2 separate regions of the Macaca mulatta genome follow, and region 1 is linked to region 2. Evidence: chromatin contacts called from public Hi-C data. All regions are on one chromosome and are shown on one strand. The core of a region is the stretch at or near the end of the contact, and the rest is flanking DNA. Distances in the headings are between cores, read along the strand shown.

Region 1 (3,925 bases), core at 593-3,092, 340 kb before region 2:
ACAATGATATGAGGGTCATACTATTGTTATCCCCATTTTGCAAAAAGGAAATGGAACCTCAGGCTAAGTAAGTTGTGTACAAAGTCACAAAGCCAGTAAGCAGTAGAGTAGCAAGCTGGGCCCTGCTCCATGTGACTGCAAAGGTTTCATTCTCTCAAGTACAATGACTTAAGAAATAGAGCCAAATGGGCTGAAATACCTAGGGGCAGCTTCCTGGAGGAGGTGGGAACTGCCCTAAGTCTTGAAGAGAAGGTAGGATACAGATATCCCTAGGGGAATAAGAGAATCAAGGCATTCTAGACAGTAGAAGAGTCTAAGTCGAGCACAGAGGTTCGACTGTGAAGCCTGCTTGCTGGTGGATCTGCCGGACAGACACAGAGGTTTCAGGGCAAGGCAAAGGAGATGAAGTCAGGAAGGCAGGGTGGGGCCAAATGACACCACACAACAGCAGCTTCCCCTGCCAGGAGGAAGAGGCTGCTTCTTGGGCTCTCCATGCCCCTAGGAAAGCACCCCACCCTCAAACCCAGGTGATCCACTCCAAGGAGCCTTATGGTTTTCTACTCTCATCTGATCGCCCTTCCCTATCTTAAGTGTTGCCTCCAAAGCAACCTCCCCCAGACACTAGGAAGCCCATTTCTCTCCTCCAGACCTTACCTGCTCTCACAGCTTCTTTCACTTACCTGCCAGTCAGCTCTTATGCACATAACATCCCTTTATGGATCTCTTCTTCTCTTTTAGTTTTAACCTTTTCCAAAATCTTTTTCTACTTATGAGTCAGTCCTTAATTCCCACCCTTCCACTGGACTCAAAATGCGTATAGGTGATGTCAGAGATTATTTACATATAATTTCTGAATTTATGGTAACAGGGTCACAGCCTTCTTGATTAATATTTCTGGAGGCCTTCAATTTGTGATCCGTAGAGATTCACATCAGTTGGAATTTTGGGAGAATGTACCTGCCTTTCCTAGGGAATCCCCTTGCCTTGCACACAGCAAACAGTCAACAACGGGTGACTTAATTTGAACCCCTCCTCCAAGAAAACTCAACCTCTCCACTAGAAATAATTCAGCAATGTGGCCACAACTTGGTGAACACTACCAGTACGGAAACCTCAACAAGGGAAAGAAAAGCAGTTCTGGCTACGATGGAAAATAAGGCAAGCTCCTGCCAAGTAAGTACTTCGCAAACAGCAGTAAAAATGGAACGTGTTAACTCGTGACCAGGGTCCACCGTGCATCTCAGAAAGGTCTCACCGAACCCGAAATGGAGAATCGGGGCCCGACACTCATCTCCGGAGAGAAAAGCGTCCCTTTAAGAAGAGACTGGACCAGCTGGCCTCACTACAGCTCCGGGAGATTTCCTGGCTTGCATCCTGGCTCCACCCCCGCAGCCTCCGGCCTCAGCAACGCGTGACGTCAGAAGAGGCTGGAGCTGCCGATTGGCTGAATGACGCAGCTAGGTCAAGTCCAGTCGGAGGAAAGAAGTTTGTCTCCATGTGGAAACCATGTGTCTCTAGCCGGGAGGGGGAGGAGGAGAAGGCGGAGAAACCGAGATCAAGTGATTATAGGGGAACTCGCTGAAATGAAGGCGGGGAGGTTGTGCACCTGAGTCGGCCAGCGATGCCCTTTTGCAGTAGTGACCTAAAAAAAAAAAAAAGTACACAACAAACTACCTCACCCCACCCCCAATAATAATAACTAAAAAGCTAGGGTCCTTGCTGCCTTCCAGAAACCAGGGACCCGGTAGATGCTGGAATCCTATCGGAACGCCCAGATCCCTCTCCCTCCCCCAACGACTGAATGATGTAAGCGTTTCGGAAAGCAGAGCTCTGGAGCAAAACAAGCCCCGCGCGCGCAGAACGACCCGCAGTGCCCGAGCCGGGCGCACGCACGACCCGCCCCCCAACTCGCGTTATTGCTGTGCACACGCGGATTGCCGTGACGCGCGGGCATTGTGTGCAGCGAGCAGAAAACAACGACGAGCGCCGCCAGCGCGAAGAAGCGCCCCCCATAAAACGAGGCAGATGTAGGGCCCGCCGTTTTCCGTACCCAGAGACCTAGACCGGGCAGAAGGAGGGGAGGAGAGGGGGTGGGTGGGATAAAGTGGCCCCCGTGGGCCGCCTCTCTTTGCGAGGGGAACAACGGAGGGCCTGGCGGGTGGTCGCACGGAGTTTGCCGGAGGTCACCCCAGCCTGTCCGAGCTGTTGGAGACGGGCGAGAGCCTGAAGCAGGGTCTCTGCAGCCAAAGTGGGCACAGCGCAGCGCCCCAAGCTCTCGGGGAAATCTGGGGGCCGTTGGCATCACGTCATTTAGAGCCAAACAGCAGCGGCGAAAAGAGGCGAGAGAGCTAAAAATACTCCCTCCGGGAGCCGGCCGGAGGAGGGGGGCTGCGGGGCCGAGGGACTTATTACGCACACGAAGTTGACTTAGACTAGGGCGCTAAGGTTCCAAACCCCTCTCGGGGGCCGGCAGATTTGCAGGGCGGACGCTTCGGGAGATGGGCTGGGAGGAAGCCCCTCGGCTTCACCAGCCTCTGGAGCCCGGTTACGCCGCCACGGGCCCGCCCCGCGCGGGGCAGCCCGAGCCCAGCGCGCCTGGCTCTCTGCTTACGTGACTGGTGGCCACGCCGGAGCCCCGGCACGGGGTAAACAACGAGGTGGCGGCGGCCAGGGCGGCGGGGTGGGGCGGGGGGAGGTCTCCGATTGTCTGCGGAGCGGGTGCGAAGTGGGGGCGGGACGCTGAGGAAGCTCCGACCGCCTCCTCCATACACCTCGCTGGCGGGCGGGGGTGGGGGGCTGGGGTGGAGGGACAAGCCAGCTTCGCCACACACTGCCAAGGTGCCCTCATGGGGTGTACCCCTAGTTAGAGTCAAAGCCACGGGACAGACTCCAGAGAACTGGGAGCCGGGGATAGGGGTAGCTAAAGAAATCGCGCCCCTCCCCCCTGCAACAAAAGCAAACACACCAAACAAAACCACGTCTTCACCCAGCTCCCCACCAGCTCTGGCTTTTCAGAAACTACCCTCCAGACAAATGCACACATAGCTTCCCCCCACCCTCCGCCCCCCCCCCCCCCCCCCCCAGCATGAATAATTGCGAAGCGATTCGGCTGCATAGCCTGCGATGCGCCTCTCTCGCAACCCAAGCACTCCGGGAAAACAGGCGAGAAGAGAAAGAAAAGAACGCACCACCGACCTCGCAACACAAATCCTTGTTTTGGCCTTACAGCGTCTGCATAATTGCGCTGCCAACACACGGTTACTTTAACACTAAAGACCTGGGGTGTCGGTCAGCAATGGTGTTTTTGTGTCTGAGGGTTGTTGTGTTGGGTGGGGGGAAGGTTGCAAGATCTGACACGTTGCAATCGGGACCTTCTTTCTTTCTTTCTTTCTCTCTCTCTCTCTCTCTCTCTCTCTCACACACACACACACACACACACACACACACACACTCGCACTTCACTGATCTTCCTACTTGTTCGGACACATTAAACATCCCGGTTTCCTCCTGTCTGTCGGTCTGTCTGCCTAGTTCCCTTCCTCCTTTTCACAGCTATTATTCTGAGGACCGTGCTGGATACGCTGCACACGCGTGCCCCCGTTAGGGCGCTGAGTCGACTGCCTGGGGAAAGCTGGGGGACCTGGCTGGTAGTGGCAAAAATGAAACAAATAAATACAAAAAAAGAGGCCAGGCCACGGTGGGGTTCCCAGCACACCCCCACCCACGCACTATTCTCCACGTGAATCTGGGGGTGGGCGGGTTGGGGGGGGAGGTAGAAATCGACCAGGAAGGCGTTTGCCTTGCTTGCCCTGCGCGCTCACTCAGGAGCCGTCTCCCGGAAAATAAAGAAAAAGCACACAACAGCCCACACCTTGTTCCCCAACTATTGTTTCTCCAAGATCCCAAAGTTTCCTTCTAGCCGCGT
Region 2 (4,474 bases), core at 973-3,472:
TGTAACCACAGTGACCAGCAGAGTGCCTGGCATGTATCTATGCCTGGCAGATCTAGATGCTACACAGGCATTTGTGGGATGCGTAAATGAATGAATTTTACTGGTGAGGCAATCAAGGCTCACGACAGTTAAGTGGCTTGGACACCTCTTATATAGGGCTTGAATCCAGGCCTCCTGTCTGTGTAAATATAGCGTGCTCCCTGTAAGAAGTGGTGCTGATGTTTGGGGTAGGTTCTTTCACTGGGTTCCTACTGCTTTCTGGGACCAGGGCTGGAGTTAAAGCACATTTGTTTCTTGCAGGCATCTCCTGGAAGGACAAGGTTGCAGACCTTCGGTTGAAAATGGCTGAGAGGAACGTCATGTGGTTTGTGGTCACTGCCTTGGATGAGATTGCGTGTGAGTGCTCTGGTTTCGCTGTTTGGGCATGTTACCCGATCTCTCCTTTGGGTCTCTGGGAATCTGTGTGTTCATGCCATTCAACTTTTCTGAGTGGCCAGGGAATAAGCAGAAGACTATGTTCCAAATGGGTATAGGAGATGCCAATTAGGATGAAGGAGAAAGAATTACAGGGAATTGGGGAGGGGAGTGAGGCTTGCCCAGAGCAGTATTACAGCTGGGTGATGCTCACCTCTGGCCAGTCCCTCAGGACCATGGCACCTCTAAGGAAGGGCATTTCCTACAAATATTTTATGTCTGTCAGCCTCTCTGTAGGTGTAGAAGTGGGATCATAGCAGAAGCCTTCTTTCTTTACACTCGTCCTGTAGTTCCTAAGGTCTTTATAGTGAGAATGTTCTGGGAACGTTTCTACCTCAGAAAACTAGGAACCGAAAGTTCTTCCCCAAGCCCTTTAATAGCAAGTTTCTCAATCTTTAGACCTTAACCCACCTTCATGCAATTGTTCAGCACCTTCTTTCATCTAAAACCTGATGGAATCTGGTTGAACTTTCCTGTCCTGTCTTCTGGTTTCTGAGTCGATTTGACCCAGGGCAGCTGAGGAGAGGCACTGCTTTCTCTTTTTGCCTTCTCGCTAGAGAATGAGACCCTGCTGCAGTGTCCTCTCTCTTCAGTCCCTGCGTCTTCCATCCCCAAAACATTGTCAAGTGTATCAGTGACTTACATCCTTAATTAACTTAATGACCTCAGCGTCAGAGAAAAACACATGGAAAACTTTTTTCTCTCCCCGATTGTAACAAAAACACAATCCCATGATAGAAGACTTGGAAAGTGCAGAGGAAGTAAAAAGAAGAAGAAAAAAATCACCTATAAATTCTGCTACTTAGAGATAATCAGTGTCAATATTCTATGCATATATCATTTTATGGCCCGATTTTTTTCACTGTATCAGTATACTATAAGCATATATAAGCATAATTTTAAGTGAGTATTAAATATTCCATCATGTGGTTATACCATAGTTTATTTAACTGTTTCCCTAAGGATGACCTTTGGGTTATTTGCAGTAATCCCATAATTTATTACGATGCTACCATGAAAATCTTGGTTCATGAATCTATGTCTTAGTGTTTGATAATTTTCTTCCTATTTCTGGTTGGCTTTTAGGGCTTTTGACCCATTTTGCCCTTTGCCTGCCAGAAAGTTTGCACCTTGGTATTTGAATTTGTCCATCTTGCCACACCCTAACCCCAGGTACTGTCATTTTTTAAGAAGTGCTAGTATGATAGGTAAAAAATGTTGCCTCATCACTTTATTTTGAGAAGCCGTTATTTTAAAATAGAGGTTGTACGTTTAATGCCCAGGCCTTTTTTTGCTCTGATCCTCATGAGAACAAGTGATGGAAGCTGGAAGTCGTGGGACCAGAACTGTGCTCTCTCCTGGTCTCTCTAGTTCTCAGACGTTCAGCAACATCACTGCCACTGGCTGTCCGCAGGTCCTCCACCCAGTGGTGGTGCCGGGGCAGACCCATGGGTGGGCTGCAGGCTCTGATTTCATTCGCGAGCTGCAGCCTCGCTGACTCACTGCTTTTCTTTCCACCTCTGACAGGAAGCTCCGTCTCCATGGGGCTCACTGACCCTTACAGAGGAGGCTTGCCTGGCTTCCCTTGTGTGAGGGCCTCAGTTTTTCTACCCTAGGTCATCTGCCTCAGAAGGGAGAGAGGGCTCGTCTCCTTCCCTTTTATTTGGGAGTGCTAGAGGTTTGTCGGCTTCAAGGCCAGGCCTGGCAGGTCGCCACTAGGCGGATTGCATTTCAACTGCTTGTGGGGGCAGTTCTCAGGATTTTGACTAATAGCTTTTATTCCCTTCTCCCGGCAGTGATGTGGAAGCATGAGAAACAGCTCTGGTGCCCTCACGTGGTGGACATGAGCAATTGCAGTTCAGAGGTGGAACCAAACAGGAGTCAGGCTCCCAGCCTTTCTGTGCGATTCCACTGAATCCTTCCACAGCAGCTGGACTCCAAGCTGAAGCTCTTCCCTCCCCCTACAAGCGACCCCTTAAAATCTTAAGTCAGACAGGTGACAGGGACTTTGATTTCTTTTCTAGGGCTATTTAATCTCCGAGGATCAGATGTGGAGCACAATCCAGTATTTTTCTCCTACGCAATCATAGGACTAGAGACGATCATGTGAGTGTTTGCCCTGCATCTGGAACTCCCTTCCACAGCTCCTCAGAGCCCTGGTGTGCCCTTTCTGGTCCTGGCCCACCCATCACTGCCTGCTAGTTCACTGACGTGCTGCTTTTTTCTTGCCCTTTTAACATTTTCCCTTCTTGTCTTCCTTAGCAGTAGGTGTTTATTTATATCCTGCCTCTCTTTGAGCCCCCAAAATGATTTGAAACGCATGAAAGTGTCTGTAGTACTGTGAGACTGAAAAACAATTAGGTGAGGACGTTAGGACCAAGGTGGAGTGAGGTTAGTTCACCACATTTTTGCTGCAAGGTCTTGTTCAGGCCACACATTCTTTGGCAAGTTTTCTAGCAGCCAGTGTAAAGGGGTATATATGTTCAACTGTACAATTCTGGGTCCACAATGCAAATAAACCCAGTCATTTTGAAGGTCAAAAATAATATGGGAAAACCCCTCCAGCTACGCTTTGTTGAATTGTCAGTTTATTTTTTCAAAGCATTTCTTATAGCCTTTTTTTTCATTACTGTTCTAGTTAAATAGCTTTTTGTATTAAGACAACACATTTATTAAGTGCCAGTGATGTGCTTAGGGTCTCTGTTAGGTGCTAGGGTGACTGAAACAGGACGGGGTCCTGGGTTGGAGTCAGGGAGATGAGCATGTCCTCTTTCTAAAGTATTTGGGCACCTAAGTGGGCACCAGTCTGCTTGTGGGAAGGATGCAGGTGTTATGAGAGGGGCCTGACCTAGACTTGGAGATCAGAGGAGATTCTTGGGGAAAGTAATATTGAAGCAGAGAGTAAGGATAAATGTGGGTGAGTCAGGTGAATGGCAGGGTGAGGAGGAGCGGGGAACCGTGATCCAAGCAGAGGGAAGAGCATTTGCAGAGACTCTGGGCAGTAGAGAGCACGGTGCATGTGGAGGACCTGAAGTGGTTCAGTGAGGTCAGAACATAATGAGGACAGAATGTGAGCAGGGGCCGCAGAAAAGAAAGGCCTTGTGGGCCGCATTCAGGAGCTTGGGTTCTTGTTCTGAACAAGAATAGTGGGAAGCTGCTGAAAGAATTTTTCAGAGGGAACCACGTGTTAGACGTACAACTTGTAAAGAATATTATGACTGAAACATCGGCAGACGGGGAAAGACTTAGAGGCTGTGGCACTAACCCAAGTGGGAGATGGTGGGACCTGAACCTGAGTGGTGACTGGGCGAGGCTGTAGTTGAGCTGGACAGATTAGATGGAGATTTAGGCTGTGGGTCCCAAGGTCTTAATGAAGGACGGGAAGAGGGTCATCAATGAAGGACACTGCCCAGATTTCTGGCTTGGCGAATTGGGTGGATGATGACAACATAAACAGGGACAGGGAATGCAGCTTGGAGGGCAGGATTTGGGAAAGGAGTGGGGAGGAGAGAAAAGGGGCTTGGTTTTGGTTGCCAGGAAACAGAGCCTGATGTGTATGTGTGTCTGTGTTGCCACCCTCTCACTCATGTTGCCTCCTTTTGCTGCCACCCACTTGTCCTCCATCTGCAGGCTCTTCATTGATGGTGACCGCATAGACGCCCCCAGTGTGAAGGAGCACCTGCTTCTTGACTTGGGTCTGGAGGCCGAATACAGGATCCAGGTGCATCCCTACAAGTCCATCCTGAGCGAACTCAAGGCCCTGTGTGCTGATCTCTCCCCAAGGGAGAAGGTGTGGGTCAGCGACAAGGCCAGCTATGCTGTGAGCGAGGCCATCCCCAAGGTTGGTGACCCCACTTTGGTCCATCTAAACTCTGCCACCCCCTTCCCAGTTCTGGTATTGTCTTTGGAGCAGAGGCAGACTTCTGAGGCTGCCTGTTGGATCAGAACTGTGGTCTCCCTGGATGAGGCCTTAGAGCTGGAGCCATATCAAGAGCCTGAG

What was found. A called contact is a pair of places that touch in the nucleus more often than the background predicts.
Region 1: a contact with region 2 is called in a Hi-C map of fibroblasts, with 2.0 times the contacts expected there. The contact joins two enhancer-like sites. A contact is called at or near these places in 4 of 14 Hi-C or Micro-C datasets (blood, fetal cortex germinal zone, fibroblasts and 1 more).

Annotation. Positions count from the first base shown.
Region 1 is chr9:122,378,973-122,382,897 of T2T-MMU8v2.0, reverse strand. The region is part of intron 1 of MXI1 (MAX interactor 1, dimerization protein); the gene reads right to left. Among named protein-coding and RNA genes, the nearest start is that of MXI1, 3.2 kb to the right of the region's middle. Within about 2 kb of position 1,842, at least 31 of the 40 cell types and tissues checked have an H3K27ac peak or open chromatin away from gene starts, as enhancers often do.
Region 2 is chr9:122,036,034-122,040,507 of T2T-MMU8v2.0, reverse strand. XPNPEP1 (X-prolyl aminopeptidase 1) reads left to right here. Exons shown (of 21, transcript NM_001266962.1): 8 at 301-396; 9 at 2,499-2,580; 10 at 4,105-4,315. Among named protein-coding and RNA genes, the nearest start is that of XPNPEP1, 42 kb to the left of the region's middle. Within about 2 kb of position 2,222, at least 14 of the 40 cell types and tissues checked have an H3K27ac peak or open chromatin away from gene starts, as enhancers often do.